2 separate regions of the Mus musculus genome follow, and region 2 is linked to region 1. The links are chromatin contacts, called in public Hi-C maps. All regions are on one chromosome and are shown on one strand. Each heading gives the region's core, a stretch centred on a gene start, on an enhancer-like site or on the middle of the called end of the contact. The rest is flanking DNA. Distances are from core to core; before and after follow the strand shown. Region 1 holds the start of Galnt2 (polypeptide N-acetylgalactosaminyltransferase 2). Region 2 has its middle 19 kb from the start of Gm42054.

Evidence for each region. A called contact is a pair of places that touch in the nucleus more often than the background predicts.
Region 2: a contact with region 1 is called in a Hi-C map of double positive thymocytes, with 1.4 times the contacts expected there. The contact joins the enhancer-like site here to the promoter of Galnt2 in region 1. A contact is called at or near these places in 1 of 15 datasets of contacts at CTCF or cohesin (the NIH/3T3 cell line), 21 of 484 Hi-C or Micro-C datasets (the HL-1 cell line, the N1E-115 cell line, Sertoli cells and 11 more), 8 of 115 datasets of contacts at active chromatin or transcription factors (double positive thymocytes, embryonic fibroblasts, embryonic stem cells and 3 more) and 1 of 9 other capture datasets (adipose tissue).

What each region holds. Positions count from the first base shown.
Region 1 is chr8:124,228,992-124,233,975 of GRCm38.p6, forward strand. Galnt2 (polypeptide N-acetylgalactosaminyltransferase 2) reads left to right here and starts at 2,403. Exons shown (of 16, transcript NM_139272.2): 1 at 2,403-2,658. The coding sequence starts at 2,536.
Region 2 is chr8:124,175,425-124,180,408 of GRCm38.p6, forward strand. No RefSeq gene overlaps it. Among named protein-coding and RNA genes, the nearest start is that of Gm42054, 19 kb to the right of the region's middle. Within about 2 kb of position 2,372, at least 28 of the 459 cell types and tissues checked have an H3K27ac peak or open chromatin away from gene starts, as enhancers often do. A contact at or near this core is called in the N1E-115 cell line, cortical neurons and double positive thymocytes, where this site is marked.

The sequences.
Region 1 (4,984 bases), core at 1,153-3,652:
TTTCCTTCTCAGGGATTCCAATTCAATGGACTTGGCTCCTCTTCCCTGGCTCTCAACAACTTATATCTGAAGCTTTTAACTTATTTTTTCTCATCTCCAATCTCCTCCCTCCCTCCTTCCTGACCTTTTTCTTTTCTCCCCATCCTTCCCTTTTTGTATGTGATGTGTGTATAGTGTGCACATGTGTATATGCATGTTTGATTGTGCATGTATTCATACATGCACACAAAGGCCAGAGCTTACATGTTCCTGTTGGGTGGGGACATGGCATACATGCATACGTGTATGTGTGGAGGCCAGAGGTTGACCTGTGGTGTGGCCTTTGACAGCTCTTTACCTTATGTACTGAAACGAGTCTCTTACTTACACCAAAGCTTGCTGGTTCTCAGCTTGTTGAGCTAGTCAGCTTGCCCTGGAGACTACCTGCCTCTACCTCCCATGCACAGTATCACGGTAGGCTACCAAGCCTGCCCACATTTTAGGTGGGTTCCTGGGGTTCTAACTCCTGGTCCTCACATGCAAGTACTTCAACTGCTGAGCCATCGCTCCAGACTATAATTATTATTTCTTCTTCCCCCCTCCCTCCCCCTCCCCTTCCTCTTCTTCTTCCCCTTCTTCCCCTTCTTCCCCTTCTTCTTCTTCTTCTTCTTCTTCCTCTTCTTCTTCTTCTTCTTCTTCTTCTTCTTCTTCTTCTTCTTCTTCTTCTTCTTCTTCTTCCTCCTCCTCCTCCTCCTCCTCCTTGTTCTTCTGTCTCTATCTCTGTCTTTTTCTGTCTCTCTCTGTCTCTCTGTCTCTGTCTCTCTGTTTCTGTCTCTCTGTCTCTCATTTAGCAATCTTCCTGGCTCAACCTCCCGAATGCTGAGATTACAGGTGACACAACCACCATCAGTCAATGTGTGTGTGTGTGTGTGTGCTCGTGCCTGTGTGTGTGCATGTGTGTGTTGGGGAGCATAATCAGATGAAATGTTAGGATTCCTCTTCCACACTCAGCAATATGACTAACTTTCTGTTTTGCTTTTGTAGTAGCAGTTTTGCTGTCCTTTGACTTCTCAGATAGGAAGCATTTGGAGGCAGGGCTCCGGGTGGGGACTTTCTCTTCTGTCCTCTGCAGTTTTCAACAGATACTGATGCTGATGCTATGCTGGGGGAGGGGCCACTTGCTTGTCTCTTTCCTGCTCTTTGGGGTTTGTCCTGCTTCCTCTTCTTTCCCTTCACTCCCAGGCCTCTGAGGGGCAACAGTTGTTCCCACTTATCTGACTGTCCCCAAGACTCTTGGGTGTTTTCAAGCCTGTCATCTCTTCAGTATTTTACAAATCTCTTCCCTGGTCAGTACAGTGCTCGGATTCTAGTACTTGGAACGGAACTTCTTAGGGTATGAGAAACCTGTCTTCTGTGAAGGGTGTTTGCAGAATGGGGTGCCTGGTGGAATGGGGTGCCTGGTGGAATGGGATGTCTTCAGGAATGGGGTGTCTTCAGGAATGGGGTGTCTGGTGGAACTAAGAGGCTTTCCCTTCTCACTTCTGAGAAGTCTGAAGTTCAGGTGAGGCTCAGAATCCTGGTAGCCCAAGGCTTGCGGTGCTCTTTGTTCAGGATTGGGCAGACTGCCGCCCAGGGAGTTCCTTCCTCCTGCAGTGTGGGCAGATCTCAGAAATATTTGCAGGCTCTCAAGTACTGGAAATTCTTTTCCAGACACAGGGACTTAGAGTCACAAGGTCATGGACAAGGTTACAGTCACCAGAGCTGCTGTCAGGGAACTCGCTGCTGCCTGCTCTATTAAGTGGGTTACTATGCTCACCTCATTCCTTCAAGAAAGCAACCAATAAAAAACCGAAAAGATTTAAAAACATAAATTACCATCTATCTCCCCTCTTTTTCACGTTTATTTAAAACCACCACCATTCCATTTTGCTTTTAAGAGCAGGAAGGGTCATCCTTACAAGCAAGCGCCTTGAAATCTACCTTCCCTGTCTTAGTCTTGTTCAGACCACAGGGCAGTGCATTCCTGTTATCCCAGGACTCAGAAGTCTGATGCAAAAGGAGTGCTGCGAGATTGAGGCCAGCATGGGCTGGATGGTGAGTTCGAGGTCAGTCTGGATTATAGGATGAGACCTTATATTAAAAAAGAGAAAGCACAAATAAAAAATAAAAACCCAAGAACCCACTATTGCCCAAATAGTGAATGTGACGGATGGCGGGCCGGGGCGATCTCTGCAGACTGGCCCATTCCAAGTCTTTGGGGAACCGCGCGTCCGCGCCCGCTGCCTCCACCTGCCACTCCCGGGGGCGCGCAGTGGGCGGGGCGCCGCTGCCATGGAGACTCGGCTCCGCCCCCGCGCCCGCCCCTCAGCGTCGATTGGTCGCCCTTTGCTCCCTGACCCCGCCGCTGGGCCGCCGCTTCCTGCCGGGCGCCGAGCGCCGAGCGCCGAGCGCCGCCCGCCGAGCGCCGCGTCTTCCCGCGCCGCCGCCCCGAGCTCCGCCCGCCGCGCGCTCCGCCCGCCGCGCCGCCAGGCTGCCCGGCGGCCGCCCAGAGCGAGGATGCGGCGGCGCTCGCGGATGCTGCTGTGCTTCGCGCTGCTCTGGGTCCTGGGCATCGCCTACTACATGTACTCGGGGGGCGGCTCCGCGCTGGCCGCGGGCGGGGGCGGCGCCGGCAGGAAGGTGAGTGCCGCGAGGCCTGTGCGCCGACCCGGGCCTGCAGCGGGGAGGCGCCGTGCACCGAGAGTGCTCCCCGGCTCGGGGCAGCAGATGTGGGGACCCTGGCCGGGACGCGCGCCTCAAGTTTTCTCCGGGCCCTCAGGCCAGCGGCGCGAGCTCCGGCCCTGTCCGGCTCACCCGCGGCTCTGGGTGCAGCGACTTGCCTCCCGCATGCGGGGCGCGGGCACCCGGAGCCACGTACCGCCCTGCGCCAGGATCTTGGAGGCTGTTATCTCGCTGGCGACACTGCGCTCCACTCCCTGTGCCGGGATCATAGGGACAACCCTTCCGCCGGACTCCCTGCCCCCTGCTCCGTACTCCGCCCAGATCACCCCGGAGCCCCACTCCCTGCTCCGGGATCTTGGGGATCGTTGTCACCCGAAACCCGGTGCTCCCCGAGCCACATTCCGCCCAACTGGAACCCGCGACCCTCTCGTCTTGCGCCCAGATCTTGGGGACCTTGGTCGGGCTGGAACCCTGGTGCTCCAGTGATCAGAGGCGTGATCCCTCCCTATCCTCCCCATCCAGCACCCCGGCAGTGAGGTCGTACCGTGGTTCTGTCAGACCTCCCGTTCTACTTGCTACACTGCCCACCTCGGCCCTTGGCCGCTCACGGCGGCGGGAACTACCTAGCCTTTTGCGCTTGCATTTCCTAACCCCAAGTCCGCATTTCCTAACCCCAAGTCCCTCCTCGGTGTGTGTCTCTGGTGGGTTCGGTAGTGAGGCCGGGAGTCTTAGAGCTTACAGGTTCTGATTCGGCAGTCATCTCGGCTTGGGTACCGAGTGGACACCGAGCGAGCGTGGGATCCTTGCCTTGGTTGGTGCTGTCTAGGCTGTTGTATTCTCTCCTGAGGGGTTTGTGGTGTTTTACTAGCTAACGAGCTTCGAAATATAGTTATCTTTTCCAAAGATTTGTAGCCCTCCTTACTTGATTTTGAGTAACAGTACACGACCAGAAAAGAATGGAGGTAGATCGCGGCTTAGGGAGATAGGGGGTAGAATCTTGAGTAGGATGGACTGCCCATGAGCAGCCGCCGACTTTACCCCTACTCAGACACTGAATGTCAAAGGCACATGGCTGATTCCCTTTTTCTCTGGCATCTTCAAGTTATTCCTAGCTGCAGGTACGGAGGGAGGAAGGAAGGGAGGGAGGAAGGTGGAAGTGTCTTTTTGACTCTGGGAGGGGTTCATGATTCGTTTTTTATTTTCAGTAACGAACATGGAAACAGTGTTTCCCTGTGCCTGGCTTGTGTGGGGTGGACACTGACTCTCATTAGCCCTGCTTTCTGAATGGTTGTTGTGCTGGGAGCCCCTGCTTGCTAGGGTTTAAGTCTAGCAAGCGTGGCTGGTGGCAGCAGCCAGGTTTTTGAGAACCATGGTGACTCTGAGCAAGTGTGGTGTGTACGGACTTTGCTTCCCCAGGAGACTTCCCTCGCCTTGGGAATACCCTGGCTGCTGACAATGCTTTTTCCTAGTCACACAAAGATGAAGTCCTGGATCAGCACAGGTATGTATGTAGAAAGGCACCTGTGGCATCAGCCTCCCAGGGATGTCACCCTACCTCTGGGGGTGTCTGTTGGCAAGCAGTTGGCTTGTCTCCTCATTAAAGTTCTCTGGATGCCTAAGAGGTATTAGCTTTAGGTGTGAAGAAAGCCCAAGACCTCTTTGTGATCCGATGGAGACCCTATAGAAAGAGCAGATCAATGACCTGGGGTTCTGTTGTCAGTGAGCCATAAAATGTTGTCCTGGCTCAGGGTATCATGGTTTAGTGATCTGCAGGGCAAGGGAGTGCTGTGAAAACTGCAGATTTGGGGCTGGTGAGATGGCTCAGCAGGTAAGAGCACCGACTGCTCTTCCGAAGGTCCTGAGTCCAAATCCCAGCAACCAAATCCCACAACCATCTGTAACAAGACTGGATGCCCTCTTCTGGTGTGTCTGAAGACAGCTACAGTGTACTTACATATAGTAAATAAATAAATCTTAAAAAAGAAAACTGCAGATTTTGAAATTTCAGTAGTGCTCCCATTGAGGTAGCAAGGTGGATCCTGAGAGAGAGACAGAGGATGCCGCCAAACTGTGGAGTGCCATCTTGGATCCCTTAGTGGGTTTAAACACTAGACGACTCTCCACATTTAGCTCATCCCCTTGATAAGAGAAAATGTGCGATTCCTTTAGCGTGTACAACATGACTGTGAGGATAAGAAGAGCAGCTTTACTGAGAGCCTGTAGATTTTTTTTTTTTAGCGATAAGTAGATGGCATTTCTTCTGTGTTTGGTGCTGATCACAGCG
Region 2 (4,984 bases), core at 1,122-3,621, 54 kb before region 1:
CCTACGCTCTAACGGCTTTGCCTCAGAACTTTCACCAAGCAGACTTTTTCCTGTATAACAACAGTGAGGGGTGGTGTGTGTGAGTGATGACAGTGGACCCTGAGCACCATCCTGAGAATGGGGTACATGGGTATGCAAGGCTTACGAGGGCAGACTCTCATCTGGTCTGGAGGCGTGGCTGCTGGCCAGAGGCCAGAGGAGCCAGGAGCCCTGTTTTCCAGCTCCCAGTAACCAGGTATAACCTCCCCCGAGGACATGTGAGCAACCTGAAGCTGTCATAGTCCAGAGCCATGTGACTACTAAACATTCACTCAGGACACAGAATAATGGGAACCTAGGAGCACTTCATGTGATCCCCAGACTAGCTTCCAGAACCTGGGGAGCTGTGCGCTGGGCACCCCTGAAGCTGTATCAGTGAACGCCCTCCTGGCAAAGGCAGGGGGAGAGAACAGGAGTAGAAAATCAACTGCCACAGTGGCAGCAGGGGAGGATCCCAGAGCAGTGGGCCTGGGAGAGTCAGGAAAGAAGGCAGAGGGACACTGAGTAGGACAAAAGGCACATGAGTCTCTTCATCTCTTTGAGGCTGAGCCTGTATGTTTCTGCTGTTGTAGCCTTGGAGGTTTAGCGAGGAGCCAGGAGCCCTGGCCTCTGCCCACCAGCTCCCTGTAACTCCCTGTAAGGACATCTGGGTACCTGAGGCTGTCCCAGTCCTGGGCCATTTACATACAGAACACTCACTGTTCTGTCCGGTCATGAAGCTCGTCTGAGCAGGTGAGTTCCACACAAGCCTGTGAGAGTCTGCGCTGCATGCCCCTTGGCACCTTGAGCTCTAACAACGCGTTTGTATTGTGTTAAAATGTTGTGCTTTAATGTCTGCTCTTAGAAACAGTAAGTCCCTCCAGGGAAGGACAATTTGCATGCATCTGCATATTTGATGCGCAGCTTGTGGGGACTGGTAACTGTACTGAGCTATATCTACATGGAATTTTTGTTGTTAGATTCAAGCCAGCTTGGTGACAGGTATAGCCATCCTTGGCTTTGTTGGAGACTTGGACAAGCAATGAGAGAAAAGCTTTTCCACAAAGACATCCCAGGACCTGGCAGCATCTGCCCAGCACCGTGCAGCAGGGTTTCAGTTATTTCTTTTCTTCTGGGATGTAAATCCAAGACAGTGCCTGGCTTGGCTCCTGTTCTCAGAACCCAGGGCACTGTATGAAGGGCCAGATAAAATGTATGCATAAGTAGGAATTTCTTTTCCTAGACAAACATTTGTCCATAATAGCTGGTCTCGAACTGCCAGGGTCTATGTCAGGCATTGCAGATTCAAAGGAAAGGAAGATGTGACCTTTGTCCTTGAGAAGGTCATTGTCTAGCGTTAGGGAAGAATCAATAGGGACAGATACATGAAGACATAGATATGAGCAGAGAAGTGCCTTCTAAACATTGAAGTTCAGAGATGGGAGCAGGCTCCTCTGGCCCTAGGCAGGCTGGGCAGGACAGGAAAACATCCTGGTGGTTAGTAACCATGGTAACCAATTGTCTGGTCCTGTTCCAGATCATCTTTTCCACTTCCTAAGGGCTGGATAGACACACGCCCACCCTGGACAGAGATTTGTCCTGCACAGTTACCAAAAGGGCACCAAAGACTCTGAAGTGTGTCACTCCTGTGCAGCGAGGACACAGGGTTCTGTCCTTTGAGAACAAGGTATGGGTGACCCTGCTGAGGCCTAGTCTCCCTTAGTGAAACAAAGTAACTGAGAAGCAACCACTTCAGGAAGGGAGAGTTACTGTGTCTCACAGTTTAAGGGTGCAACCTCATGAAAGAAAGTCATAGTGTCAGTATGAGGCAGTTGGTCACAGGACATCCACAGTCAGGAAGCAGCTGGTCACAGGGCATCCACAATCAGGAAGCAGCTCATCATAGGGCACCCAAAGTCAGGAAGCAGTTGGTCACATGGCATCCACAGGCAGGAAGCAGCTGGTCACAGGGCATCCACAGGCAGGAAGCAGCTGGTCACAGGGCATCCACAGGCAGGAAGCAGTTGGTCACATGGCATCCACAGGCAGGAAGCAGCTGGTCACAGGGCATCCACAGGCAGGAAGCAGCTGGTCACAGGGCATCCACAGGCAGGAAGCAGTTGGTCACATGGCATCCACAGGCAGGAAGCAGCTGGTCACAGGGCATCCACAGGCAGGAAGCAGCTGGTCACAGGGCATCCACAGGCAGGAAGCAGTTGGTCACATGGCATCCACAGGCAGGAAGCAGCTGGTCACAGGGCATCCACAGGCAGGAAGCAGCTGGTCACAGGGCATCCACAGGCAGGAAGCAGTTGGTCACAGGACATCCAAAGGCAGGAAGCAGAGAGATGAAGACAGATGCTGGGCTTGCTTTCTTTTATTGGTCACGGATCCTAGATCATAGAACAATGCCTAACACATTTGGAGTGATCAATATTAACTATTCCAACTCCTGTCTCAGTAAAAGGGTCCAGGCGTGTTGGCAACCTGGGCCGATGATCACCAGACTGTGACATTACTGTCTAGGAGGCTGCCAGGCAAATGTAACTCACTCAGGAAAGCTGCTTCTCCAAGCACTGTGGTCCAGCTCTCATGGGTTTTCTGTCTTTTCCAGATACACTCCAGATACTGAAAACATACATCATTAATATTCCAGAGCCCTGTTTCAGTACACAGAACAGCAGTAAAAAACAGCTCAGCACCTGAGACCCACAATTCATCATTCAAATTCACTCTGTTCAAGTATTCATATCCTGCAACAGTGTGTCCCTGGAGGGGCAAGTGAGCCCAGAGGACGCCTCACAGGATCCAGGAGACAGGGAAAGAATCCAAGGGTAGGAATGAAGGGTTCTGGAACAATCTGATGATTTCACATAAGGCTTTTCTCCTCTTGATACACTGGTCTCAGTGTCTGGCCCTGACAGTGCAGGAGAGGCAATGGCTCTCCTCCCAGCACAGGAATCACCAAGCAAGGGTTCTTTGAGCCATCAGGGAATAAATTCTGAGGACATTTTGCAAGTATTTATTTGCCATGTAGGATGTGCCACACACTGTATTTGGCACAAAAGATGAGAAGTGCCTAGCTCTCCACCCAGACTTGGCCTGGGCAGTCAGAATGGAAGTGAACTGCCCAGCACAGCAGGTGAAGCCGAGAAGAGTTCTGTGGAGTGAGGACCCACTGGTCTCACCTGCTGGGGGCCATGTCTCACAGCTTCTCCCAGGGTGAGCATTTACAAGGTCTGGGAGGGGTTGCTCCTCATCTGGATCTGGCTGTAGCTGCTTCCTGGACAAGGTGAGAGACTGTGCCACCGAGGCTGGAAAGCATGGGAACTCAGCGTCCGTCCGGGGTCTCCACCTTGGATTTCAGTAGAGCCATGGGATTGCATTGAGCTAATTTACCATCACACTTTTACAGGCAAATCCTGGGAACTAGAGTGAACTGCTTGAGTATTGGCTGCGCTCATTAAGGGTGTATATATATATATATATATATATATATATATATATATATGTGTGTGTGTGTGTGTGTGTGTGTGTGTGTATATTAGGAAAACATCAGCGGCAACCTAAATGTTAAACAACAGGGAGGAAATTAAGCAAATGAAGCAATCCATGCATCTGGTGAGAAAGAAAATAGCGTCAAAAAGAACATAAACTGCTCATTCGGTTTATCTGGCAACTCGGTTGAGTCCAAGGAATGCAGCATCGAACAAGGTGAGCAGAGCCTGGGACTTGGGTTCTGCTGGAGGAGTGAGCCAGCTACTGGGCTGTAAGTGATGCATCTTCAGGGGAGAAGGTTGCTCATGGGTCAGGGGTCAGGGGTCAGGGGTCAGGCATGGCTCTGCAGGGCAGAAGTTGTGCAGTGCCCTGAACAAAGATTGATCAGTGTAGAGAGGACAGCAGGGAACAAGTCCCTGAGGTTGGAGTGTGCTCGAAAGGGCCCACAGCCAGTGCACTAGTTATTTATCTCTGTGACAAAATCATCCGAGACATGAGAAGCATCTTCAGGAAGGAAGGGTATCTCATCATGGTGGGAAAAGTGTGCCATCAGGGGCTTGAGGTGTCTGGTCACTTCCAAAGTCAGGAAGGAAGGAGGAGAGCTGGCCTTTGGGCAGGTGGCAGTCTCTTCCTCATAGAGATGCTTGCCGCCCCCACCCTGACCCACTGTTCTCTGCTTAGTCCTGACTCACACAGACTTCAGGAGGAGAGCTATGGTCTCAGAAAACCAGCAAAGAAAGTACTTCGGGGTCTTCAGAAACGTTAGGGAGGGTGACCCATGCCAGCTGAAAGGCTGACTTCTTGTGTGGGAGGGTCAAGCTCGCCTAGTAATGTGTAAGCACAGATGGCCGGTATCCCTGGGAGAAGCACCCCTATGCAGGCTGTGTTTCATCTCTTCCCCGTTGTTCAGCAGAGCCTGGGAGTGTGGAATGCTATGAGGTTCTTAACACTTTTAAGTTCTTAAACCTTGGTCTGACAGAAACCTTGTCAGAGACTAGATTCCTCAGAAAGCAGGTGCTGAGGGGGCTTAAATGTGAGATGTGCCCCAGAAAGCCCTAGGGGTAAATAGGGTGTGTGAGGAGGAGGCAGGGTTGGGAAGTATGGTCAATTAAACCATAATTTAGTTGAAGACCTCCAGGGAGGCCCATCAGACCTGGCCATGTCGTGCCCATGGGGCAAGTCTTGGATCTTACATAGAATAAGTGTCCATCTGAAGGTTGACCAGAAGGAGCAAGACCTTGGTCCTGGGGACTATAAGGGCTGAAGGCTGCAGATACCTGATAATGGCAGAAACCTTTCCGGAAACAAGGACCTGAGCTATGTCATGGGCATGTAGTGATCATGCATGGAAGAGTGATAGATGCTCTGAAAATCCTGTATTTACCAGAATTTTCTTATTGGAAGCAAGTCCAGAAATTCAGTACCTTGCCTGTCACAGTCTCTACATAATTCCTTTTCTGAAACATAG